Regions from separate parts of the Mus musculus genome. Here regions 1, 2, 3, 4, 6 and 7 are each linked to region 5. The links are chromatin contacts, called in public HiCAR-type, HiChIP or PLAC-seq and promoter capture Hi-C maps. All regions are on one chromosome and are shown on one strand. Each heading gives the region's core, a stretch centred on a gene start, on an enhancer-like site or on the middle of the called end of the contact. The rest is flanking DNA. Distances are from core to core; before and after follow the strand shown. Region 1 holds the start of Slc32a1 (solute carrier family 32 (GABA vesicular transporter), member 1). Region 2 holds the start of Fam83d (family with sequence similarity 83, member D). Region 3 overlaps Ppp1r16b (protein phosphatase 1, regulatory subunit 16B). Region 4 holds the start of Ppp1r16b (protein phosphatase 1, regulatory subunit 16B). Region 5 holds the start of Mafb (v-maf musculoaponeurotic fibrosarcoma oncogene family, protein B (avian)). Region 6 holds the start of Dhx35 (DEAH (Asp-Glu-Ala-His) box polypeptide 35). Region 7 overlaps Dhx35 (DEAH (Asp-Glu-Ala-His) box polypeptide 35).

The links. Promoter capture Hi-C pulls out the DNA fragments that hold promoters and counts their contacts. HiCAR-type assays count read pairs that join an accessible place to other places. HiChIP or PLAC-seq counts read pairs in DNA pulled down with a chosen protein or histone mark.
Region 1: a promoter capture Hi-C map of embryonic stem cells shows a contact between it and region 5, with 12 times the contacts expected there. The contact joins the promoter of Slc32a1 here to the promoter of Mafb in region 5. A contact is called at or near these places in 10 of 39 promoter capture datasets (cranial neural crest, embryonic stem cells, frontonasal cranial neural crest and 3 more), 1 of 15 datasets of contacts at CTCF or cohesin (stem cell-derived epiblast-like cells), 10 of 484 Hi-C or Micro-C datasets (LSK cells, cortical neurons, embryonic stem cells and 2 more) and 11 of 115 datasets of contacts at active chromatin or transcription factors (astrocytes, embryonic forebrain, embryonic hindbrain and 2 more).
Region 2: a contact with region 5 is called in a HiCAR-type map of astrocytes, with 4 times the contacts expected there. The contact joins the promoter of Fam83d here to the promoter of Mafb in region 5. A contact is called at or near these places in 9 of 39 promoter capture datasets (the 3T3-L1 cell line, the SN4741 cell line, cranial neural crest and 5 more), 9 of 115 datasets of contacts at active chromatin or transcription factors (SST interneurons, astrocytes, embryonic forebrain and 5 more) and 1 of 9 other capture datasets (adipose tissue).
Region 3: an H3K4me3 HiChIP or PLAC-seq map of stem cell-derived neural progenitor cells shows a contact between it and region 5, with 7 times the contacts expected there. The contact joins the enhancer-like site here to the promoter of Mafb in region 5. A contact is called at or near these places in 4 of 39 promoter capture datasets (embryonic stem cells, hippocampal neurons and stem cell-derived epiblast-like cells) and 4 of 115 datasets of contacts at active chromatin or transcription factors (astrocytes, embryonic forebrain, embryonic stem cells and 1 more).
Region 4: a promoter capture Hi-C map of embryonic stem cells shows a contact between it and region 5, with 7 times the contacts expected there. The contact joins the promoter of Ppp1r16b here to the promoter of Mafb in region 5. A contact is called at or near these places in 3 of 39 promoter capture datasets (all in embryonic stem cells), 2 of 484 Hi-C or Micro-C datasets (both in embryonic stem cells), 6 of 115 datasets of contacts at active chromatin or transcription factors (astrocytes, double positive thymocytes, embryonic stem cells and 1 more) and 1 of 9 other capture datasets (embryonic stem cells).
Region 6: a promoter capture Hi-C map of embryonic stem cells shows a contact between it and region 5, with 5 times the contacts expected there. The contact joins the promoter of Dhx35 here to the promoter of Mafb in region 5. A contact is called at or near these places in 2 of 39 promoter capture datasets (embryonic stem cells and hippocampal neurons), 1 of 484 Hi-C or Micro-C datasets (uterus), 8 of 115 datasets of contacts at active chromatin or transcription factors (SST interneurons, astrocytes, embryonic forebrain and 4 more) and 2 of 9 other capture datasets (adipose tissue and embryonic stem cells).
Region 7: a contact with region 5 is called in a promoter capture Hi-C map of embryonic stem cells, with 6 times the contacts expected there. The contact joins the enhancer-like site here to the promoter of Mafb in region 5. A contact is called at or near these places in 3 of 39 promoter capture datasets (embryonic stem cells and hippocampal neurons) and 3 of 115 datasets of contacts at active chromatin or transcription factors (astrocytes and embryonic stem cells).

Annotation. Positions count from the first base shown.
Region 1 is chr2:158,608,982-158,612,612 of GRCm38.p6, reverse strand. Slc32a1 (solute carrier family 32 (GABA vesicular transporter), member 1) reads right to left here and starts at 1,855. Exons shown (of 2, transcript NM_009508.2): 1 at 982-1,855. The coding sequence starts at 1,371. Gm14204 (predicted gene 14204) reads left to right here and starts at 1,890. Exons shown (of 3, transcript NR_040359.1): 1 at 1,890-2,085.
Region 2 is chr2:158,766,476-158,769,720 of GRCm38.p6, reverse strand. Fam83d (family with sequence similarity 83, member D) reads right to left here and starts at 1,622. Exons shown (of 4, transcript NM_027975.2): 1 at 1,134-1,622. The coding sequence starts at 1,607.
Region 3 is chr2:158,686,243-158,689,718 of GRCm38.p6, reverse strand. All of the region lies in intron 1 of Ppp1r16b (protein phosphatase 1, regulatory subunit 16B), which reads right to left. Among named protein-coding and RNA genes, the nearest start is that of Ppp1r16b, 21 kb to the right of the region's middle. Within about 2 kb of position 1,763, at least 58 of the 459 cell types and tissues checked have an H3K27ac peak or open chromatin away from gene starts, as enhancers often do. A contact at or near this core is called in hippocampal neurons and stem cell-derived neural progenitor cells, where this site is marked.
Region 4 is chr2:158,665,511-158,668,747 of GRCm38.p6, reverse strand. It overlaps Ppp1r16b (protein phosphatase 1, regulatory subunit 16B), which reads right to left and starts at 1,613. Exons shown (of 11, transcript NM_001159662.1): 1 at 1,499-1,613.
Region 5 is chr2:160,365,519-160,368,888 of GRCm38.p6, reverse strand. It overlaps Mafb (v-maf musculoaponeurotic fibrosarcoma oncogene family, protein B (avian)), which reads left to right and starts at 1,824. Exons shown (of 1, transcript NM_010658.3): 1 at 1,824-3,370. The coding sequence starts at 2,213. The coding sequence ends at 3,184.
Region 6 is chr2:158,793,334-158,796,775 of GRCm38.p6, reverse strand. It overlaps Dhx35 (DEAH (Asp-Glu-Ala-His) box polypeptide 35), which reads right to left and starts at 1,969. Exons shown (of 22, transcript NM_001372513.1): 1 at 1,848-1,969. The coding sequence starts at 1,887.
Region 7 is chr2:158,831,935-158,835,359 of GRCm38.p6, reverse strand. It overlaps Dhx35 (DEAH (Asp-Glu-Ala-His) box polypeptide 35), which reads right to left. Exons shown (of 22, transcript NM_001372513.1): 13 at 366-490. Among named protein-coding and RNA genes, the nearest start is that of Dhx35, 39 kb to the right of the region's middle. Within about 2 kb of position 1,824, at least 48 of the 459 cell types and tissues checked have an H3K27ac peak or open chromatin away from gene starts, as enhancers often do. A contact at or near this core is called in astrocytes and embryonic stem cells, where this site is marked.

The sequences.
Region 1 (3,631 bases), core at 606-3,105, 1.8 Mb after region 5:
GTGCCATGTTCCTGATGGAAACGGGACTGGGATAGGGGTTGGGATTAGAGGTTATAGGTGGCAGCCTAGGGATTAGAGGTTACAGGTTTGAAGGCCTAGGACCCTTCTCAGGCTCTGGAGCAGCTTGGCCTGCTGTGGAGGAGGCTCTCAGGTTTCTGCGGTGCAGCCGGGATTTCCAGCAAGAGGAGCTAGTCTTCGCAGCTTCGTACTGCGGAGTCCCTCTACCATAGACGTTCCTATGTACCTGTATCTGTATGTGTCCAACAGAGCTGCACCAGCCAAGTGGGTGCTGTCTGCTTGAGTGTGTGTGTGCGTGTGCGTGCGTGTGCGTGCATGTGTGTGTGCTCACGAGTTAAGATTAAGCTAATGCAGAGGCACTTGCTGTGTAAAGGTATTGCTGCTATTGCAGTGTCTTGTGGTATGGTCAAGTGCATTTAGGGTAACCCTGCGAACTATAAATAGATGCACGTCATATGCCTGTTTGTTAGTGAGGAAGGGGACCGTGTCTAGCCCTGTCCGCGTGCACGACTTCTGTATGTGTCACGAGGAGGAGACTCCCTAGCTCAGCTTTCTCCCTGTCCTCCGAAAATGCAGCTGGGACTCCATTCTGGAGCTCAAGGCTAACTCTCCAGATCTTGATTTTCTTTCTTCTTCATTCTTCCCCCACCCCGACTCCCGCCCTTCCCCATGTCTCCAGCTTTTGTAGGGTCTTTGGATTTGTGACCCGCCCCCGCCCCCACCCCAAACCTCAGCCAGGCTGTCCTGTAGCAGGAACAGCAAGAGTGGATCTGAGGAGAACACCGCCTGGGGGCGTAGATCCCTATGGCTAGGAAGGTCAGAGAAGGGGAGATAAATTATCCAGTCCTGGGAGAAGGCGGCATTGAAACCTAGACCTCTGCGGGGTTCGTGTGGGGGCAGAGCCTGGCAAGGACAGCTCAGGTGGGGGGTGATGGCAAGCAGATTTGGGGATCCCGCACTCACCTGAATGGCATTTGTCACGTTCCAGCCCGCTTCCCACGCCGTGATCTTGGGTTTGTCGTGACCCCCGAACTCCCCACCAGCTCCCACGGCCTGGTCCTTGGAGCCAGAGGGTGGCAGAGGAGCGCCGCCGCGCTGATAATGAATGTCTCCCTCGACGGGAGCTTCTGCGCCCTCGTCTCCGCAGGGCTCGCCTTCCGATTTCAGGATGTCCATCTGCAGGCCCTGGCGATGCTCAAAGTCGAGATCGTCGCAGTGCGCGAAGCCCACCGCTTCCTCATCGGTGGCCGCCTGAAACCCCATCCTGGCAAACATGCCGCTCACCTTGGCCTGGGACTTGTTGGACACGGAGGTGGCCACATTGGTCAGCTTGCTGCGGAGCAGGGTGGCCATGGCGGCGGCGGGGCGGGAGAAAAGGACAGAAGGGTCTGGGGACGCGGCGGGCGCGCGTCAAGGCAGCGAGGACTGCTATCTCCGCTGGGTCTCCGCGCGGCGCCCCAGGGCGCTCTGGCTCATGACCCTCGCGCCTGACGTTCGAGGCTGGCCCCGGTCACGACAGTCTGGCTCTTGGTGGGACCGGCCCGAGAGGCGACGAGTGCACTGCAGAGCTGGTGCGGGTGCCGGCTGGGCTGCGGAGGGCGGCGGCGACGGCAGCGTCAGAACAGCTACGCGAGGCTGGCGCGGCGCCCCCACGCGGGCGCAGCCCAATGCGCTCGCACCCCTCGGAGTCAGGCGGTGCGTGGGCGGAGGGCGGCGAGGGGGAGATGCTGTCCAGACCAGGGGGCGTGAGGTGGGGGGTCGGGACCAGGAAAAGGGGGCACCAAAGGTTTCGGAAGCGCGACCGAGGCTGGAGAGGTGCACCCCTGGGAGGTCGGTGGGAAGGAGCGCGCGAAAGGGTGGGGGCCCCCCAAGTGCTGCATTTCTGGAGGAGGTGCTAAGCAGACGTCCTGGCCCGTCCCACCTTGCTGCTGCCACAAGGAGGGAGGAGTTCAGTGTGGGCTGGTTCTCGAAGGTCCCCACCCTCGGAACTATCTTCCAGAGTCCCGGAGCTGTGCGGGGGCCCCGGATCCTCTGGCTAACCGTCCGGATAACCAACAGGACAGACAGGTGAGAGTCTCTAGAGCTAGGCCGGCCGATCGGTCGTCTGTTTGTGTCTCTGCCATCTATCACTTGTTCTGCAAGTCCATCCTGATGACAGAAGTGACTGTCTTGGATTACTTTTGAAGAAAGTCAGCCCTGGGTTGGACCATCTGAGCTGTTTCTGTCGTCCAGGGATGCCGTGGTAGGAGCTGGTGCCTCACCATCAACTGCGCGCAGTGGAAGGGAAAGGCTAGCCTTTGGGCGCTCTCTCTGTCTCTGTCTGTCTCTGTCTGTCTCTGTCTCTGTGTCTCTGTCTCTGTCTCTGTCTCTGTCTCTCTCTCTCTCTCTCTCTCTCTCTCTCTCTCTCTCTCTCTCTCTCTCTCTCTCGGAGGGATTCTGAGGACGCCCCCTCGCCCCCTCGGTAAGCAAATGCTTATCTGAGAAGGTCAGGATAGACGAAAGGCAAGGCGAGCTGACAGCCTTGCGGACCGGAGCTCAGAAACATGGGTACGCTCGGCCAGGCTAGGATCACCGCCCCCGGACTGAGAGAGCTTGGATGTTTCTGTTGAGTGTCATGCGAGTGCGCGCGGGCACGAAGACGAAAGAGATCCAGAGACAAAGACATCGCATTAGATACAGCTGTGGGTTGGCGCTGTGTGAACTCTGAGCGGCAGCTTTGGTAACCGTGCGTATTCCGTGTGTGGTTTGCTGCGCAGCCGAGTTTCATTGCCGAGCTGGCGCTTCTGAAAGGAGTTGCCTTGCGTTCGTGCTGGCGTGAGCCCCTTTGTAGTCTTCATGAGGCATGGGTCAGCTACGGCTGCTTTCTGTGGGTCCCTGTCTACGTCCCCAGCTGGGTTCTCTTTCAAACTCCTAAGCAGCAAACCACGAGATGGGACCCAGCCTAGATGAAGGAGAAGCATTGTTGTCACTGAGCCTAAGAAAGCTGACAGAAATGACAAGGACTCCCGCTCCTTTTCTCCCGTCTGGAGACTCTCTCTCACTGGGAACCCCAGTCTCTACCTCCCCTGCGGTATTTTTTAGATTAGCTCAGGTCAGTGCACAAGTAGGGCGGCCTGAGGGCTTTGACCAGCAAGTAGGAGCTGCCAGGACAAGACGGGCTACCCCTAGTCACCCCCCTTCACCTCAAGCACTCTCACAGTCTCTGGAAGAGGCCTCTATCCCAGGTTGGGGACCTTCGTACAACAGACAGAGTGGTCTTCGTCACTCCGCCACCATCCCTTCCTTCACATGCCCACTGCAAAACCCCCACCTCCTGCTAAACCATGACCAAAATCCTTCTCCCCAGCAGGTCGAAATCTGGCCACCCTCAGGCACTTGACAGAAGCAAAGAGAGTAAATGCAGGCACCTCATCTTCCCAAAAGGCTTTGGACAGAAGAGACTCTTCACCCCAGAACTTCATCCAGACAAGGGTTTCCGTCCCCTTCACTGCCCCCCTTTCCTGGAGGAATTCTTTTGCCCACCTGACATATGTATCAGAGGGACCTAGTACCTTTGTAGTGACCTCTTGTGCCCCTCCACACCTTAAGATGGCCATGGATGCCTTCTTTGACG
Region 2 (3,245 bases), core at 373-2,872, 1.6 Mb after region 5:
CTGCCTTTCCTGGAGACCAGGTCTTTCCTTCTCAAGGTGTCCCCAAGGAGTGCTCAAATTCTCCTCCCAGAGGGAAGCTTTGGGCATGCACCCTTAGCCCACAATTTTGCCTCTTCCAAACGCTTTATAATTTTGTACTGAACTCACAAGTGAAACATTTCCAGCATCAAACGGACCCTCAGCCCACCCAAAGCTCACAGGATTAACATGAATCCAGCCATAGCCATACTATTCCCTGAACAGCTTGGTCACCTACACTCTTATCCTCAAAGTCCTGCCTGTCAGGTACAGAACCAGCATCAGAACTTTGGCTTTGGCACTAGGAAGGCAGAGGCAGGAGGATTGCCTGAAATTGAAGCCTGTAAGTTCCAGGTAAGCCTGGGTTACAGTGACCTTGTCTTGCAGAGAGGAAAACAAAAAACAAAAGACAAAAACAGAACGCAAACTTGCTCCTAGACTTGGTGATGTCAACCTGATCCGCACCCTAACATATAGCGGTGCCAGGCCTACTAAGTCTTGACATGGTCTGAGGCTTTGCCCGTCATGTTCCAGGCAGTCAAAAGGTCTGGGAATGGAGCAGTGTTCACCAGCATGCAAACTTGTAGCCACACCCTCCCAAGTGGAGCCCTTTCTCCCTGATCTATGGCAGGCCAGACTCTATACTCCACCCCAGGCCAATCGGGCAGTCTGACACTAGCTAAGATAAAAACCCATTGTAACCAGTGGCTTATCTAAAGCACAAATATTTGCATTTTGGATCAATGCTACTTGGAACAGTCCCAGGCACTGTGGGTTAAAAATATCTCCCACCAGACTCACTCACAGAAGTGAAAGAGATAAACCGACTGCTCGAATTTATCTGTCTACAACATTAAGAAGCGTGGAAAAGTGGTAATTACAGATCTCCCCATGGTCTCCGGGTATCATCTTTTGGGTAAAACTAAGCTTTTACTTAGCTCCTGAAAGTGAGACCTAATGTCAGCTGACGTCCCTGGAATTCTGCAATCCACTTTGGTTTGAACTAACAGTCGCTCTGTTCCAGGGGTACCAATAACAGAAGTTGGAACTACGACATGACTCAATTTTCAGAAGGCCGATGCTCCTCCCCTACCCGCTGCCAGGGGGCCGCTCACCTCTCGGGCGGAGCGCAACTGCTGGCGCAGCGCATCCTTGCAGCCATACGGGCCTCCGGCGCCCGCGCCGCGGGGCTGGAAATGAGCCTCGACACGCGTGGCACCGCGGTAGGCACCCTGGTAGAAGGAAGGCCAGCCGAGCTCCAACGCCGGCGGTTCCAGGTCCGACTGCTCCGGAAAGTAGGTGCCCGACGAGCATTCGTGAGAGGAGCCGAACGAGTCCTCCGCTACCGCCGCCCCATCCTCGCCCGGCCGCTCGGCAGCGCCCAGAACCTCGCGCACCTCGTCGGCGTTGAGGAAGCGGCCCAGCCGCTCACGCCGTAAGAAGGCGGCCCAGGCGTCGGGACCACCGGCCAGCAGCTGCTCGAGAGCCAGACGCCGCGCCTCGCTGAACAGCTCCGTGGGGTTGGGCGGTCCGCACGGAGACAGGCAGGCCGCGGGAAGGTCGTCCAACAGCTCGAAGCGAGCAGCCATGGCAGTGCCCAGAACCGATCCACTTGTCTACGGTGGTAGTCTGAGTTTTTATAGGCATCTTTGAATCAAACCAGCCCGCTCTATTGGCTCGCCGCCCCGCCCCAGCAATCCCATTGGCTGGATGTCTCCCATGCGTACCAAAGGCTCTGCCCCCTCATTGCTATTGGTTGCTCCTGAGACAGAACCCGCCCACCCTCTGCTCTCACTGCCTGATGGCTGAGCGGAATTTAAATCTGACTTTACCCCGCCCTAGCGGCTCCAGAACCCTGCCAACCCGGGACATAGCCCCGCACTGTCCGAGCACGCCCCCTGCCGAGTGCCCTATAACATGGTGCTTCAAGGACTCGGACTAGGGGTAGGACTTGCTCCTGGACATGCTTATTTTGGTGTGATCAGCCTCATTGCCACTCCACCCTGCATCTAATCATTAACTTATCAATACAGAGAGCAAGTGAGAAGGAGAGAAGGACAGAGGGACGGAGGGAGGGGGAGGGAGAAGGAAGGGAAAAGATGGGGAGGAAGAGAGACAAAGAGACAGAGATAGAGCCTGGAGTGGTGGTTCATCAGTTAAGAGCACTTCCAGAGGATCTGGGTTTAGCACTGTCTCCCCTGGCAACCTCTAACCACCTATAATGCTTCCAGGGAATCTGATGATGCCCTTTCTGGTATCCACGGACACTGTATGCATACGTAGCACACAAACATACACATTAAATAAAAATAAATAAATGTCTTTTTTTCTCAGTGGTGCAGAGCTGGGGGTGGTGGCACACTCCCAGCACATGGGAGGTTAGGGTAGGAGAATCTGGAGTTCGAAGCCATCTTATTCTGTGTCAATCCTAAGAGAGGTCACAGAAGACCTTGCAAACATACACATATATATCTATATACATATACACATACATATATGCTCATACATATACATCTATATACTAATCCACTGTGGTATCTACTTCTTCGCTTAAAGGTCTCTCTCACTCTCTCTCTCTCTCCCTTTCTCATATCTTGTAGCGAAGGATGACCTTGGCTTTCTAACCCCCTGCCTCTACCTCTGTAAACTTAAAACAAACCAGTACTGCTGTGAGGATCTCCTCCCTCTCTTCATCCTTCCCTGGTTCCAGCCTTCTCAGGGAAGTTATTCAAGCCCAAAGGCAAGAGCTTCCTGTGTCCCCACTCTGGCATCCAGGATGCAGAAGACTACCTTCCTCTATCAAATCGAACCAGCTCTTGCATGTAATAAGGACAGGGGCCAGGCCTGAGGCTGTACAGTCACACAGTGTCTTTGCCTCTGTTTCCTGGGTTAAAAGCAAGGATAATCAGAGATCATAATCTATGATCCCATTGAATGACGTAGAGCATTGCTCTCCACTATAAGCTAAAGGAAAAAGCCCAGAGAGGAACATGGGAAGGCCCAGGACAAGTCAGTGGAACAGAGGAAGGGAGCACCCTGGTAACATAAATAACATAAACCAATCAAACTGTAATAAAACTGCTGCTGTAGGATATCACGTGACTTCGAAGAAAATATTTGACAGGATAAAGCCCAACACTGACCACCTATCTTTCCTTAAATTCATAAGTTTTCACCACTATCTCCCAATCTAGAAACCTCTTTAGTTCCACCTATGAATCCCCAAA
Region 3 (3,476 bases), core at 514-3,013, 1.7 Mb after region 5:
AGGCAGCCGCACTCCCTGCGGCCTCCCAGCCCCCCACCCCCACCCCCTGAAGGACTCTGGCCTGGGTGCTGGGAGATCCCAGGAATTCAGGACTCCATTGAGCTTGGAGGTGGCTTCAAGAGACTCTTGCATCCCAGTCCATACTTGGACAGTGGAAACAGAGCAAGGTTATCTATCTGGCCCTGGGAGAACAACAATCTCAGTATTTTAAGGAGGCCAGGCTTCGAGGTAAATCAGTGGAATGGCAATATTTTAAGCTTGGTGCATGGTGAAAGTATCAATGAACCATCACACAGGCCTGTGAGACCTCAGCTCATAAAGGGACTGGGCTGGGGGTATGATATGGGGGTCTGCGCAGGCAATGAGGTCATCAGGAAGTGTGTGCAAGTGTGAGAAAACTGAGTCCAGGGGAAGTAGGGTGGGGTACTGACTTTCCCCAACATCTGGGCCACATACCAAAATAGCTCAATTGTGACCAACAGGAAGTTTAAGGCCAAGGCATTGGGCCCTGGGAGAAGCGGGAACAGGCCACCAAGGTGTCGTCACCTTACCCCCCATCCCCCAGGCTGGCAGAGTCTTAACTTGGTTCTTCTCTATGCACACACTCATCCTTGCTGCCTTGAGGAGAAGGGACCAGGGTGCGCATCTGGGCACCGTGAGATTGGCCCTTAAGGGGAAGAGTGCTCAGTGGAAGCGGAGCCATGGGATAGCAGGAGGCACAACAGATGAAAGGCTGTTGGTGGGGTTGCTCCTGCTACTGAGCGTACTCCTGAGAAGAGCACAGTAATGGGAGGTCTTAGAACTCCTTCATTATCCTGAGCCCTGATTGGTCAGAGGTCTTGGTAAGGGCCTGAGCCCAGACAGGGATTGGTTCTAGGGCAGGCCTAGGCCTTAAGTTGGCCCAACCAGAAGCTTTCTCTTCCCTCTGTCTGAGGAGCCAGGAGACTGAAGCCAAGGTGCTCTGAAGGCAGTCTCTACATGCAGCCAGTGCTTGGTGGTAAAGGAGATGAATAAGGGGTCCTTTGAACAATGAGACGCTGGACTCCAGCTAGCCAAACCAACACACCTCATATATTATATAACCCAGTTCCTTATTACCCAGAATATCTTAAAGTGCGGCAAGGATGCTTTTAAAGATGCAGGTCTAGGGACCCCAGGAAGGGTTGTGGCCTCTTGCAGAAGACTATTATCAATATGCGGACTTTCCCCTACAAAGGCCATTACAGACTCAACAGGTCTAAGTGGAAGGCCAGCCTTGAGGAAGGGAAGAAGGTCAAGGCTGGGTTCCAACAGCATTCATGTGTGTTGACTTGGGAGAAAGGACACACACATGCACACGCACACAGGCGCGCACACACACACACACACACACACACACACACCACACACACACACACACAGGAGGGAGCAGCTGATTGACACATCTTTGGAATCAAGCCTACCAGTTTGAGAAAAACAACACGAGGGAAGGTGAATTCGAATTGAAGAGACTGTCGAACATGAGTCAGAGAGAGAGCGTTTCAAAGTTCACACTGTTAAAATGTTCGGCTTTTTCTCCCAGTTCCTCGGCTATTCTTCTCGGCGGTCTTGGCAGGCGCTGCGGGAGGAAGGGCCACGAGTGCTTTTCTCCTCGTGTTTCCTGTGCCACTGAGCATGAGGGGAAAAAGAAAACAAAACAAACAGCCCGGGTGGGCAGCGGCGGCGGGGCGGGCGGTGCCTCCTCCCTTCCAGCTCTCACTCAGGGCTTGCTTCTTCACTAAAGGGATGCACACCCCCGCCCTCCCACAGTACAGCTGCATAACATCACCCTCGAGAGCTCGAGATGCTCCACGCATGAGCAAGGAGACTTGCTCCAGATATCCGAATTAGCAATCTCCTCTGTCCCTCCGGCCCCACCGTCAGGGGACTCGGTGCACTGACTGTCCTACTCCTGCAAGAATGACCCCTTTAGACTCTGGGCACAGTCACCATACCCAGGCCTCCTGGTTCTAAACCTGATGGAGGACCAGGGTCCCCAAGGAACTGCTCCTCAACTCTACTTCTCCCAGACATGTCACTTCATTCAGATCTCTTAATGGTGACCCTGAAGCTCATTTACAGGGTTTCACATTTATAAAGAAGAGAGGCAGAATTCATAATTCATCGGAATAAAGAGTGACCAGATAACCCATGGCCCGGGCTCTCTCTGGAGATGAATCATGGTCAGCTCTGGGGCACCAATGACATTTCCTTGGACTAGTTGAGGACACTGGTTGCTTCAGCCTCAGGTAGAATCAGACTTGTGGGCAGGTAATATAGGGATGCTGTCAGCCAGGCCTGAGGGAAAAAAACTTCTAATGCAAAATCAGAGGCCAGCCCTAGAACAATGTTGGGGTCCCTCTCCCCTATACTCAATAACCACCCATCAGGCTGCAAAGAGACAAGGGCCAGCGGTGTGGTAGACAGTTTCCCAGGAGCCCCAATCCTGACTGGGCTGGGAAAGCATCCAACAGAATAAGGATTTTGCTGAGCATGTCTGGAGCCCGCATCTGACAACACAACCTGTCAGGTCCATTCCAAGCAGATGATGGGTTGATGTTTGGGGTTGGCGCTTCATGTAAAGGTGAGATGGCCTCCTTAGGCTTCCAAGAGATGGATTTCAAAGGGGTCGATGGTTCAGTGGACACAGGAAGCCCATGAACACATCAGTCATCCACACTGAGCCTCCTGTTAGACACGTGAACCCAGAGAAGCCAGACTACTTGTAGGTAAGAATGCCAGTGTGGGGAGGGGCCCAGGGGACACACACAAAGGACAGGGACATGCAGATATAATATCTGTAAACGTCCCATGTGGTCCCATCAATCACAGTCACCGGTTTCCCAAAGAAGCTTATATAACAGCTAGGTAGAGGGAAATGGGAGTCATATTACGAACACAGTTCCTCCAAGATTGGGGGTGTGGAACCCCCACCCCCATCCCCTGTGCAGAAACAGAAAAAAAAAAAAAAAAAAAAAACTTCCTCCAAAGCCAGAGGATCATTTTCAAAGCAGGCCACCTGCGGCCACAGAATACCCTCCTAGATCATAGGTCATTAAACAAGGGACAGCTGTTGGGAGTGTGAAGAACTCGTCCCCTCTGCACCCCTCCCTGCCATCTGACATTCTTGACCAAGCTTTCCTCCCTTGTACTAACTCTTAGGTTGCTGGAGTCCATTTGGGGCAGTATAAGGAGAGAGAGATTATCAATGGGAAGTGATCAACAATGACTACTATGGCCAAAGAAGAGAGCAGGGACTATGAACACATCAACTGCAATTCTGGTCTACAGCATGCTTGCCTAAACTTGGATTTCAGGGTCTGCCTTTTGCCCCCTTGATTAAGATTCTAGTCCTCAATGTGGGGATATGGCTTAGTGAGTAAAACTCTCTGCTCAAACATGAGGACCAGTGTTCTGATCCCTAGAACTTACACAAACAGTGCTCTGGAGGGGCAGCC
Region 4 (3,237 bases), core at 364-2,863, 1.7 Mb after region 5:
TCCGATGCACCAAGAGCTTCGCGGGAGGCCTCCCTGTTACCCTACAGCGACCATTCACCCCACTTCTTAGAGATCTGTGGTGATGGGGAACCGAGTGCAGGGCCCGCGGGCAGACAGCAAGTCTTCAGCTGAGCTGTGCGGAGCTCAGCCTGGAAGGAAAGCTCCCTCCCCACGGAGGCCGTTTCTACTCCGGTACCTTACTGGCTGCAGGAAATGGCAGGATAAGGCGCACAGAGAAGTCCCCCCACCCCACCCCCCGAGGGCCTGGAGCGACCGCCAGCCCCTTCCCCAGATAGCCTGGAGGGAAACGGCGCCTGGCACTATCGGGCTCCGGGTCCTCTACAGAGGGCGATTCACAGGCCGCACCTGGTGCTCCCGGGAACCAGGAGCTGGTGGGCGCCTCTGACAGCAAGAACAGGAGCCCTTTATGAGCAGTGTAATCACATGGGCGCACAAGCACCGGCTTTCCGTTCTGTGCAGCCTCATCTCTGCCCCCCCCCCCTTCTGATTCCAGGAGAGCAAAGGCTTCCAGGCCTGGCCAGTAGTGGTGGCGCTCCAGTGGGTTGCAGAGAGGGCCGTAGTCACAGCTCACCTAGACCCGATTATCCGCCCGGGGCTGGAAGCTGCATCAGCAACATCTTCCGTAAAGCTGGAGGCAGGGCTGGGAGGGGAGCGCAGAGGAAGAGAGTCTGCATCCGCTACGGAGGCGGGTAGGAGAGCCTCCGGCTCCTCGCTCCCACTCGGGGCGATCAGGGTGCTCTGCGTGACCTTGTGGGAGACCCCTCAGTTGACCTCTGGGGTAGGGCTGCGCCGTTTCTGCCTGTCTTGGGCGCTCGGGGGCGCTGCTCCCTGCGGGAACGGATGCGCGGGACTCGCGAGGAGTGGAGCGCTCTGGGCGCCGGGACCCGCAGCTCGCGCCCAAGGCGGCGGGCGAAGAGGCCGAGAGCATCCCTTCTGGGGAATCACCCCGCCGGGGGCTACCGGGACCGACCGACACTCTCTAGGGGTGGAGATCCCGCACTAGGTCAGGTTTGCCCTTAGGGACGCCTGCCCCCGGGACTTTTCCCACCCCCGGAGCAGCGCTCTCAGCGCGCTGCCTGCCCAGACCAAGCGCCGCCACGCGAGGGGGCGGCGCCCCCATGCCGGGCTCGTAGACCGCTTGCCCAGGGCGTCTGGTGTTCTGTGGTTTCATCACCCAGCCTTGTAACCCTGGCAGACAGTAGCCCAGACAGACCACGGACCTCACATCGCCCCCCAGAATCCAGCCATCGCAGCCCTGCCAATTCACTCTCTACACCAGCCTCCCCATCCGATAGCGAGATGTGGGAGACTGCACCTTTCCAGCACACTCCACCGCCACCGCCCCCCTCCCCAATTATCTTAAGCCACCCTCCCTTGGCTGAGCCACCCCTCTCCACCAGCCAGACTGGAAGGGCCCGAGACACCTGCCCGCCGGATCCGCAGAGTGCAGAGAGGAATGCGGCGCCGCTCAACTCACCCGCTCTCTCGAGCCCTACCCCGGGCGGCTCCGGCCCCGGCTCGATCCGCAGGTCCCAGAGCCGCAGCTGGTGGTGCGGCGACAGAGCCAGCTCGGCTGGGTAGCGAGCCACCGTGCCGCCTCTTGACTCCTCCCTTAAGGCGGAGCCTCAGCTCCCGGGGGAAAGGGGTGGGCCCGCGCATCCCCAAGGGGCTTGTCACCGAGCAACAAGAAGGTCTAGATCTTAGCGCCCTCCAAATGAAGACCCCTTTTCTGAGCTGCAGGAATTTGGAAGCAGCTGAGACACAGTCAGGCTTCAGGATAGTTCTCCTTGACTGTGTCCCACCTCTAACCTCCAGTACAGACAGGGGGGGAAGCCAGGGTGGTATTTTATTCCCATTTGACAGATAGACCCAGTGAGGCCCAGAAAGGGATAATATCCTACCTGTAGTAGCAGAGAATGGGGTCAGTTCAGTGCCCGAAAGTCAATCTCCCACGTTGAGCTTGATTCTGAAGGCTCCACAAACATCAGGAACTTGGCCAGGCCTTATCTAGAGGACGGGGCTATATAGATAGGTCTTTTACCTGAGAAAAGGCAATAGACCATGGCCTGTGACGTGGAGTCCAGTCACTCTTTCGCTCTGGAAAGAGGGGAGGTGAAGAGAAGGAGGAAGGAAGTGGTCATGCCTAGGTTGATGACTCTCACCAGCTGAGGTGCCCGGAAGATCTAGGCCCAGCTGCTTCCTTGAGGTTTCCTGCTAAGAACAAGACCCAAACGCCCTGGGTTTCTGTCATGTAACCTAGGCGGCTGCTGGGCAGAAGATCCTGCAGTGTGTGCCTTCCCTCGAAGGCAATGGGTTTAACTCTGTTTAATCTAATTTTGAAAGTTGCTCCTTTAAATTGCTCCTCCCCCCAGGGAGAGGGGAGAAAGTGGACAAAGAGAAAAGCCCTATCCCAAACATTCTCTGGAATCCGCATTCCCTGAAAGCTGACTTTAGAACAATGGGGTTCTCTTCTCCACAAAGGGCTTTGTTCCTGCACTTTCCCAGCCTCCAGATTAGAGCCAGAGGCACCCAGGGCTAAGCAGCTGGGGAGGCAGACAAGATTCACAGTTTAGGTCTCAGGGATCCTCCCGTAATCCTGTTTGAAACACTCAGGGATAGAACCATAGAACCGGTAAAGCCGGGAGCAACACCAAGTGTACTGATTTCCTTTTTATTTTCTTTTAAGACAGGGTCTCACTCAGCAGCCCTGACTGGCTCAGAACTCACTATGTGGATCATGCTGGATTTAAAAGCAAGAGATCCGGTGACCTCTACCTCCTCAGTGCTGGGATTAAAGACATGTTGGGATTAAAGGCAGGGTCACTACACCCTGCCTGATTTCCTACTTGCTGAATACACTCAGTTACTTTTCTTGGAGGAGCAAAACCCTGTGGGTTGAGTAAGGAAATATAGCTCAGTGGATAGAGTGCTTGCCTAGCAGGCACAAAACTCTGGGCTCAGCCCCCAGTACCCTGTGTGTACACCAGTACCCTGCATGTGTGCCAGTACCAGGTGTGGTAACAAACACATGTAAATCCAGCTCTCAGGCATACTTATGGATTTGAGGCCAGCCTGTCTGTGCCACATGAGACCTTGTCTTAAAACAACAAAACCCACCTCTGGTTGGGTCCTTCGAAGACTTCCCCAAGTCTGAAGTCCCCTTTCATGTGCCCGAGGCTCCCCGCTCAGTTCATTAATAATCCAGTTGTGAATGAC
Region 5 (3,370 bases), core at 575-3,074:
TTGGTTAAAATTAGGCTCCTGTGACCAGTCTCTACCCCGCCTTCCCTAAGGATTTAAGAAGGGGGGAAAGGCTTTTCTTATTGATTGGAAGCAAATTTTTCTTTCTGTTAAAAGGGGGGAAAAGGTCTGGTCTGGTTGTCAATGCTGCGGGTCACTAGCCCCCCGTGCGCGGTGTTGGAGGGCAGGTCCTGTGCAGCCAGCAGCTAGGACACACTCACCCAGCGCGCTTTCTGACGCTCATCTTTCCGCGTCCTGAGCTGGGAAGCAAAAAGCGACGTGGGAGCCGGGTCGGATCTCCGGATCCAGCGAATTCGACATCTATTCACTTTTGGGGTCGGGGTCGGGGTCTGAGGAAAGTCCCACATTTCCTGCCCTTCTGGCCCAGGGCAGGGAGTCTCTGTCGGCGCCCAACAGCCCTGTCTGAAAGCCCAGTGTTCTGCCTTCCTCCTCCCGTCTGCGTTCCGGAGAAGTTTCTCATCCGGTAGCCCTGAACCTTCGTCACCTGGCGTTTTCAGTTTAGAATACTGATCTTCCCAGCTCAGGACCTTTCCTGAGAGGAGTAGCCCACAAGCACACCTGGAAGGCTTGCATATGGAATTTCAGAAAAGGTGAGCAGAGAGGGTTAGTGGTTGAGTCCAAAGATGGGGTCGGAGGGCCTGTGCATAGTTCCAGAGGAGTCTGCCCTGGCTTTCAGGCCGCACACAGCCTGCGTTCAGGCCTGGCTTGGCCGGATCAGTTAGCTGGACCTGCACGGGTCCGAGACGCCATCCAAGCCTTCCCTCCCGCAAAGAACAAACCGGTTCAGGGCGCCGTTGCGCACCGTGGCCACTTGGGGTCGCACTTTATGCCTGTTTGAATCTCCTTGCAGCCGTCAGAAGCTTGGATCAGCTTAATCCTTACAAAACGTTCAGACAAAAACAGGGCCGGGTTCCCCAGCATCCCAGAGCCACTGAGTGCACAGACCGGTGTTGGTCTCGGCTCTGAGCCTCGGAGTTGTAAGGTTTCCACACGACTGGCAAGTGAAAGGTATTCAGAGCCTTTGGGCCAACTCTGTTTGTTTGTTTATCTTCTTTGGGAGCGTTTGGGGGTGTGTGTGGGGGGGTGGCGAATGCACGGAGCTGCGAGACCACTGGAGCTCTGTCTTCTGAGCTCAATCACTGAACCGGCTAAGAGAGGAACAGCGTCTCTTGGCCCGAGGAACCTTCCTAGAGGTTAAGAGTTAGATCTGAACAGAACTCTTGGAGCCCCAACCCCGCCCTCCCCCACCGCATACATTAGCGCAGACAGAGCTACCGAAACACAGGCACGCACCACACACATTCACTCGGCCCGCGGCGCCGAGGACACACGGAGCGTCGCCCACTGGGCGGGGGCCGCTTGGGAACAAAGGGCCAGGGAAGCGACATCCCGGGCGCTTATTCTGAGCCTACTTGGGGGTGACACGGGCCGAGGGTGGGAGTGTAAAGAGTATGTAGGGAGGCGTGAGTGCAGACAGCGGGGTGGGAACGGCGGCTTGGTCCAGAAGTGGGGCGCGCACTGAAGGCAAGCGTGCGGGAACCTCGACTCAGAGGGTGTTGGGGGTTGGGACCAGGCGGTCCGTCCCACTCGGCTCCAGCCCTCCTCCAGGCCTCAACGGCTTCGGGGCTCCTCCGGTCTCCAGTCAGCTGACGCGGGGGGGCGGGGGAGCTGTCAGGCACGCCCCGCCCAGCGTCGCTGGGCCGCGGGGGCCGTGCAGCCATTGGCCAACACGCCGGGCCGCTTGGGCCCCCGCGCTCCAGTGACATCAGGAAGCGATAAAAGGCGGCGGCGGCGCCAGCTCCTGCACAGCTGCACCGCCGGGCTGCGAGCGGCTGCAAGCAAGAAAGCCCTAGAGCCAAAGAGTCGGAGAGCGAGCGGCGGGCGCTTGCCCCGCGCCTCCCCTCTGCCCCTGCGCGCACCTCGCCGGCTTCTCTACCCTGCCCCGGCTCGACCTGACTCGTTCCCGGCGCGCTCGCAGCCCCAAGCTCCGGGGCAGCTCAGGCAGCCTCGGGAGGACTCTCCGGCGCGCCGCCGCGTCCCCAGACAAAGGCTTGGCCGGCGGCCCCGGCCCGCTGCGCCCTCGGCTCCCCGCCTCCCCGGCTTGCCGCTCTTCGCCCCCGCGTTTGGCTCGGCGCGTCCCGGCCGGCCGCAAAGTTTTCCCCGCGGCAGCGGCGGCTGAGCCTCGCTTTTAGCGATGGCCGCGGAGCTGAGCATGGGGCAAGAGCTGCCCACCAGCCCGCTGGCCATGGAGTACGTCAACGACTTCGACCTTCTCAAGTTCGACGTGAAGAAGGAGCCCCTGGGGCGCGCGGAGCGTCCGGGCCGGCCATGCACACGCCTGCAGCCTGCTGGCTCGGTGTCGTCCACCCCGCTCAGCACTCCGTGCAGCTCCGTGCCTTCTTCTCCCAGCTTCAGTCCGACTGAACCGAAGACCCATCTCGAGGACCTGTACTGGATGGCGAGCAACTACCAGCAGATGAACCCCGAGGCACTCAACCTGACGCCCGAGGACGCGGTGGAGGCGCTCATCGGTTCGCACCCAGTGCCCCAGCCGCTGCAGAGCTTCGACGGCTTCCGTAGTGCGCACCACCATCACCACCACCACCACCCTCATCCGCACCACGGGTACCCAGGAGCAGGTGTGACTCACGATGACCTGGGCCAGCACGCTCACCCGCACCATCACCATCATCACCAAGCGTCGCCCCCGCCGTCCAGCGCTGCCAGTCCCGCGCAACAGCTACCCACTAGCCACCCGGGGCCGGGACCGCACGCAACAGCCGCGGCGACGGCTGCGGGCGGCAACGGTAGTGTGGAGGACCGCTTCTCTGATGACCAGCTGGTGTCCATGTCGGTGCGTGAGCTGAACCGCCACCTGCGGGGCTTCACCAAGGACGAGGTGATCCGCCTGAAGCAGAAGCGGCGGACCCTGAAGAACCGGGGCTACGCCCAGTCGTGCAGGTATAAACGCGTCCAGCAGAAACATCACCTGGAGAACGAGAAGACGCAGCTCATTCAGCAGGTGGAGCAGCTTAAGCAGGAGGTGTCCCGGCTGGCCCGCGAGAGAGACGCCTACAAGGTCAAGTGCGAGAAACTCGCCAACTCCGGCTTCAGGGAGGCGGGCTCCACCAGCGACAGCCCCTCCTCTCCTGAGTTCTTTCTGTGAGTCCTGGCGGGTCCGGCCCCCGCCCTTGCCCTGGCCCAGACTCCCTATTCTGCGCCCCTAGCCCTGGACTCCCTGTCCCTGCCATGGCCCCGGCCTTGACCTGTTTGACTTGAGCTAGAGGGAGGAAGGACGCGCGGGTCGCGGGAGTCAGGCGGGAGCACGGGCGGGCAGAGAACCTTGGCTAAG
Region 6 (3,442 bases), core at 720-3,219, 1.6 Mb after region 5:
GACATCCTTAATACACAAATCCTTTCAATGGCCTGGAGAGCCATTCTCTACCTCACCATAAACAAGCCATAACAAACTTGTTTCAGCGCTCAGTGTTCGCTCCAAAACCATTACCATCTCTACGACGCAGCCAATTCTTCACACTGCACTTTCCCTCCCTCTCCTATACCTTAATACAATTATAATAGCTGTGTACCTAGCACCACGGGTGTTTTGTGCATTGTCTCATTTAATCCTCACAGCAATCCTATTATGACAAATGACCGATAAGGAAGCAGAGACTTGGAGCACTTGTGTGGCTCTGCAAGTCACCCAGGCAGGGAAGGCACTGCAGTCCAGTACTTGAGGCCATCTTCCTTACAGCACCCCTCTGCCTTGCTTAGCATTCTTCTCATGGACACGTAACTTGGAGAGCACACCTTGAGAGCTGAGCCCAGGCATGTACGTGTTCACGACCTGACTGACGACAGAAGTGTACTCTCGATACAGTAATGGACTAAACAATGGGACAGACTTGTAGAACAGTTCAGAACAGTTCCAGGTTCTTTAACCAAAATGGTACCCGGGTCTGAGTTTTGGCAATTTATCCAAGCCTCTATTAGACTTAACTCTTTGGTCTGCTGGTTAACTCTTGAATAAGTTGGTAACTCATTACTTACTGGGGTGGACAATCAGCTGATGCCTGAAAATGCTGAGTCATGAAAGTGACAAACGAGAGAGTCAGGGTATGTCTTTGTGACCCTGGCTGTCCTGGAATATACACCAGACTGGCCTCAAATTCAAGAGATCCTCCTGCCTCTGCCTCCCAAGTGTTGGGATTACAGCCATGGACTACCATATCCAGTTCAGATTTAAAAAAAAAAAAATAATTATGTGTCACCTTCATGAGTTTATTTCTCTAACACTTAGGCACATGGTCAGATTTCCAGGGAGCATCTAAAACACTCTTTAAAAGCTGTCCCTTGTTGCCTTTTCTGTCTCAAACTATCATCATCACAATATAATGTATACACCCAGATCTTCTGGAGTGCAGGTAGAGGAGAAAAAAAGAAAATGTGTAAAAAAGTAAGGGCAGAGGCTGGTACCAGTTAAGAAACAGTGTTTTGGTTTAGCTTGGTTTGGTTTAGTTTATAAGAAAAGCGTGAACAAAAGGCGCATCCTACACAGATCATGGTCTGGTATTTCAACAAGAACCCGACCTGAGAAAATGCAAAAACAAAAGATGGTGACTTGTTAGCCTACAAAACAGGAAAAGTGACAGCCACTAGGAAGGAGGGCGTTCACTTTGTGGTAAACATTCAGAGTGGGCAAGACCTACCCTAAAACACTGGAATACATTTTCTCTTTTATGAGCCATTAAGTCGGACTACGTACTCCCCCTACTCCACGCCCACGGGACAGGTGTTCGTATTCCGCCCACTTCCCAGGTGAGGGGAGCGATGTTCTGAGGGATGGGGGCAGAGTTCAAGGTTCTCCATCTACTGATGCAAGGCAGAGAGGCAGCCTTGAACCTGGGCGCTCTGACTCCATAACCCAAGCTTCTAAGCCACTGAGCTGCACTGCCTCTCGAGCCCCAATGCTGCCCCAGGACTTCAGCAAGATACACACGGGCGCTTCAGGACTCTACATCTCAAGAGGTGCCGAGGAGGCTAAGAAACTCCAACAAGGTCACCCAGAGTTTCCGCCCAGCTTAGGGAGGCCTTTGACTTCCTCCGGACCACCGTGGGCTGCAGCATCCTTGCGCGCGGAGGAGTGGTGCCCAGCCCTCCCCCGGTCAGGCCCACGGGTGGGTCCCCAGGCCGAAAGTCATGTCCGGGCATCTACCCAGGCTCCCTGCCCTGCCTTACCCGGTTTCCAGAATTTCACTGGTCCCAAGGGCGCAGCCATGCTGGGGTGAAAGGTCACGAAGAAGACTCCGCCCCTCTAGACCCGCGCGAGTCCCTCCGGGCTCAAGGGGCGTGGCCCGCCAGCAGCCTCCGCGGGGGCTGCGGGGGGCGGGTAGAGCGAAAAGAAGCCACGCCTTCCGGCAACACCCCCCCCCCCCACTATGGATCACGTGATCGCAGCTCGCTTTGGCTTGCCTTTGAGGGCCTCTCCTTGGCCCACGTGATGCCGCGCGGCCATATTGTCTCTCGGATTGGCTGCTCTACCCTGCTTGGACACTCTGGGTTGCCACTAACTTCTAGGAATGCGCTGCTGTGTTCCCAGGCTGTCACTCACCAGCGTTAAGAGTGTGAGCAGAGGCTGGGTTTCCCCGGTGAACTGAGAGATGCTCGTGTTTACATGCTATCGCAGCTGCGTCTCTTTTAGTCTCCTATTTTCATACTGAGAGATAATAGCGGTAACGACCTCCTGCGTCTGATGATTCAGTTAATGCTGCTGTGTTCCCTGGAACTGTAGCTTCTTGTTTCCCAGGCGAGGGTGGGGCTGGGTAAACTGTAAATGAATAAACGCTGGATAAACAGAATGATGCTTATTATCAGCAAGTAAAGCCGAAATGATACAGGCAACTTGTGGTCTTCAGAGAAATGTCGCAAAGTGGGAACGCAGGAGCACATTGGGCCGGAAGATGAGACTAGAAATCAGATCAGTGAGGCCAGTGCATTCACCCAGTGTTCCCTCCAAGGCAACCGTTTATAAATCAAATGCTCTTTTTCTACCTCCCCATCCCCCACCCCCACCTCCCGCACATCAAGTCATTGCAGGACTAGGTGCATCCTCTCCCACTAAGACAAGACAAGTCAGCCCAGTTAGGGGAATGGGCTCTGCAGGCAGGCAACAGACTCGGGGATAGCCCCTGCTCCAGTTGTTGGGGGACTCTGCATCAGATACAGCCCATGCTCGCTCTTTGGTTGGTAGTTCAGTCCCTGAGAGCCCCCAAGGGTCCAGGTTAGTTGACTCTGGTGGTCTTCCTTTGGAGGCCCTGTCCTCTTCTGGGCCCTCAGTCCTTCCCCCAACTCTTCCACACACTCCTCCCCCACTCCCACCCCCATCCTCAAGCTCCATTTAATATTTGGCTGTGGGTCTCTGCATCTGTTTCCATCCTCTACTGGATGGAACAGTTGTGCTGGGCTCAAGGAAGCCACAAATTAAGAGGCTTTAAAATCTATACATTTTTAGAGCTCCAAAAGAAAATGCTTCATTCTTTGAGGGAAATGGCAAATTACGGAAAGCGTTGGAAACAAGTAACCCTGATTCAGAATCCTTAGCTTGCCCATCACCTGGCTGACATTTAAGCTCAGTTGTAAACTGAGCTTTAAAGAAGTGTTAAAGGAGATGAGGGGCAGAGGACCTAACACAGTGCAAGACACTGCAGGCACTAGGTCGGAATCGGCTCTCATTAGCTCAACTGCCAGGGCAAATATACCACACGAGCAAAATCTGAGTTTATGTCACGTTCGTTTCTAGATTTGATTTGTTTCCTTAATAATTAAATGAAGTT
Region 7 (3,425 bases), core at 575-3,074, 1.5 Mb after region 5:
GATTCACTCCTATAACTTGCCTTAGGAAATCATCATAGATACTGAGAGCCGCAGGGTCCTTCCCAAGCTTTGCAACTCTCCAGCCAGGCCCAGTCACAGGCTATGTCCTGACTCCCCACCCTCCTTGTCTCTCTGAGCACTGTCAAGCTGTCCTGTAGCTACCCAGTGGCTTGTCTTTTTCAAGGAGAAAGGACAGGAGCTACAGAGGAAGAATTCTGGCTCGCCTGGATGCCAGTTTGCCCCACACCCTGGATAGGACCAAGCGGCATACGGTGTTTCAGCTATGTGAGGAAGAAAGATGGCATGCCTGACCAGTGTCCTTCCACCATACCCACATGAGCCCCTCAACCAGAAGCAGGACTTACAGACATGAAGTGGAACCTGAGGACATTGTCTATCCCTAGGGCTTTTAGCTGCAGGATGACGGGGGCCAAATTGCTGCGCTGCATCTCAGGGACGGTGGACTGAGGTAGCTGGTCAAAGGCTTCCTCTAAGGATAGGAAATCAGAAACAGATCAAACGTGACACTCAAATGCACCTGTACATCGGCAGAGTCCACCTTCTCTACCGTGAACAAGAGCTCTGGGATTCTGGGACCACATGTACAACATTATGATACAAAGTTATTTTTACGTTTAGGAAGGACGTTCTACTTCAAAAGCATAGAGAGTTGAACAGTACCCCTTTACAAAAGCACTCTCCTTTACTTCCAAACCTTGCTTTTCAAATGCTTTTGTCAGCAAAACGAAAGTAGCAAGCATTTGGGTAATTACTCTCAGGCCCAGTTGCTGTTCACTCTGCATAAGGCAGAGCGCTTCAAGGAAGCAAGAACAGCAAAATAAGCAAAGAAAAATGTAAAAATAAATCACCAGAGCTGCCCTAGACTCTGAAGAAGGATCTCATCACAGAGAGCAGAATTCATACAAACCTAGTTTTTAAACCAAGGAGCCAAATGCAGTCACACCCAGGATCCTGTACTTGCTTGTCCCACAGGAACAAAAGGTGACCTCAAACCGGAGAAGCACCCCGAGGCACAGAGATGGGGGAGGAGGGGAAGGATAGAGAGTCAGGGGAGGACTTTCTGAAAACCAGATCAAAGGGTGGGGAGAAAGGAAGGCTTTTCTGAAATCACTTTCCCTGTGTATTCAGAAAGCCTATGGATTACACGCCAAACCCTCCCATGTAAGTCAACGCTGTACTGACCGCTGTACAGATACACACCCTCCTTACACACAAGCATCACGAAGTCTCCATTTAGACCAGAAGGCTGCAGTTAACTAGAGAGGAAAATGAATTACAGCCAAGTCTCCTGGAGAAACACTACTATCTGTAAGAACTTTAGAAAGGTTTTCCTGAGAAAAGAGACAACCAATATTCTGGACTGTGTAACATAAATTGCCAAATGCATGGGTCTAGCGGGAAGGTTCTAGATGGCAAGCAAGGAAAGAAGTTCTTTAGCTTTAAGAACATTGTGGTTACTGTTCTGTTACCAAGACAACCACATTCCCCAGGCACACCACTGACCAAGGCAGAAACAAGTCATTAGCTGAGAGGCTGGTCCCACTGAGAAGATGCTGAGAGAAGCAGGTGTTGATTCTCAGAGACAAAAAGATGTGATGACACAGGAAAGCTGCAAAGGCCCCAGAGCCAGGGGCACAGAGGTCAAGAGGGGCAGAGGCCTCACGCAATGGCCCTGGAGACTTCAGAGGTAGGAGGGACCTGGATCAAGACCAAAAAACAGGCCCAAGAGGGACATATGCCCCTGCCGTGGACCATGGGAGGCTCAGGAAAGAGATGAGCAGAAACTGAGAAAAGCTACACAGGAGCTGCCAAGAGTATCAGGAGGATCTTTGTGGTTATAGTACTGTTACCAGGACAACTACACTCCCCAGGCACACCACTGGCCAAGGCAGAAACAAGTCACTAGCTGAAAGGCCGGCCTCTCTGAGAAGATACAAAGACAGACAAGCCCAAGGCATCAGAGGTATGCATGGCAAAGCGGGAAGCAGATCACGTGTCTAAGAACGGAGTAGCTGAGAACCAGGCAGAGTAGGAGTGAGAGCAGAGGAGCTAAGGAGAAGCCTTGGAAAGTTCTGGAACACCAAATTATCTGAGTAAAGAAGAGCTGCAGGCTCTGAAGATCTGCTGGCAATCTGAAGGGTGGGCACTAACCGTTGCTTACTGTCCCTGGTCTTTCCCAACCACGCCCTTGCTAAAGCAGCTACGACTAAAGGCTCAGTGACCTTCCACCCAGATCCACTTGCCCAGCTTCAGTCCGTATCTTATCACATGGCTTCTTTGACACCAAATGCCGGTGTCCATTTCCACTTTAAAAAAATCATTTGAGTTAGAGCTGGAAGATGGCTCAGCGGTTAAAAGCAAATGCAGAGGTGCCAGGTTCAGCTCGCAGCCCCCATGTGCCAGCTAAGACTCACCTGCAATTCCTATTCCAGTAACACTCCTCTGACCACCTCAGCACCAGGCACACATGTACTGCACAGACAGACATGCAGGCACAACACACAAAATAAAATTACCTAAAACTAAAAATATTGCTGAGAATGGTGGTGCCTGTCTTTACGTCCCAGACCTTGAGAGGCAACGGTAGGGAGATCTCGGAGGCTGAGGCCAGCCTAGGCTCCACAGAGAAATCCTGCCTCAAAAATAAATAATTCCTTAGCCACACAATTACTATACCTACAACTCTGCAATTCCTCAAAGAAATAAAGGTTCCCCTTCATGTCCCAAGTCTACCCACACACTTACATCCAGCCCCACTAATCCCTAGGAAACCGCGTAAAAGAGGAATGGAAAGACAGCGTAAGTGGGTGCTGGACACAGGAGGGCATTAATGACTTGGAACTCCATCTGCACACTAAGAAGGCAGGAAGGTAAGCTCTGTGGGCATGGGCAGTGGGGGTGGTGGATGTCTCAGAACCACTCCCAGTGAAAGAGACAGACAGACAGACAGACAGCAGCTCTGGAACATCATGGTACCTGTGCCTAGCAGTGCCAGCAGGCTGAGAGGAAAGCTCATTAAAGGCCAGGACTGTCTACCAGAATTTCACTCTGTGCCCTCAGAAGTTAGCACGGCTTGTGATACAGAACTGAGCCAACTATTTGCCATCCATGAATGATTCTCAGGAGAACTCTGCAAAGGCAAGCGGGGATCTGATGGGCCGTGCCTCTGGGTTCAGGAGCTGTAAGAACACAGCCCATTAAGCAGAAAGACAACACTTGATGCACAAGTCTATGCTCAGGGGTCTGACACAAGGCCCAACATTAGGTTAGAATGGAGGTGGTAGGCAGGAGGTGGTTCACTGAGCCAGCTGGGGAATCCTAGCAAAGGAAGGAAGGAAGTGGTGGGGTCCCTGGGAGAGCTGGATTTGACAGTGAGTTCTGCCAGGAGGGACAAATGTCTGCCC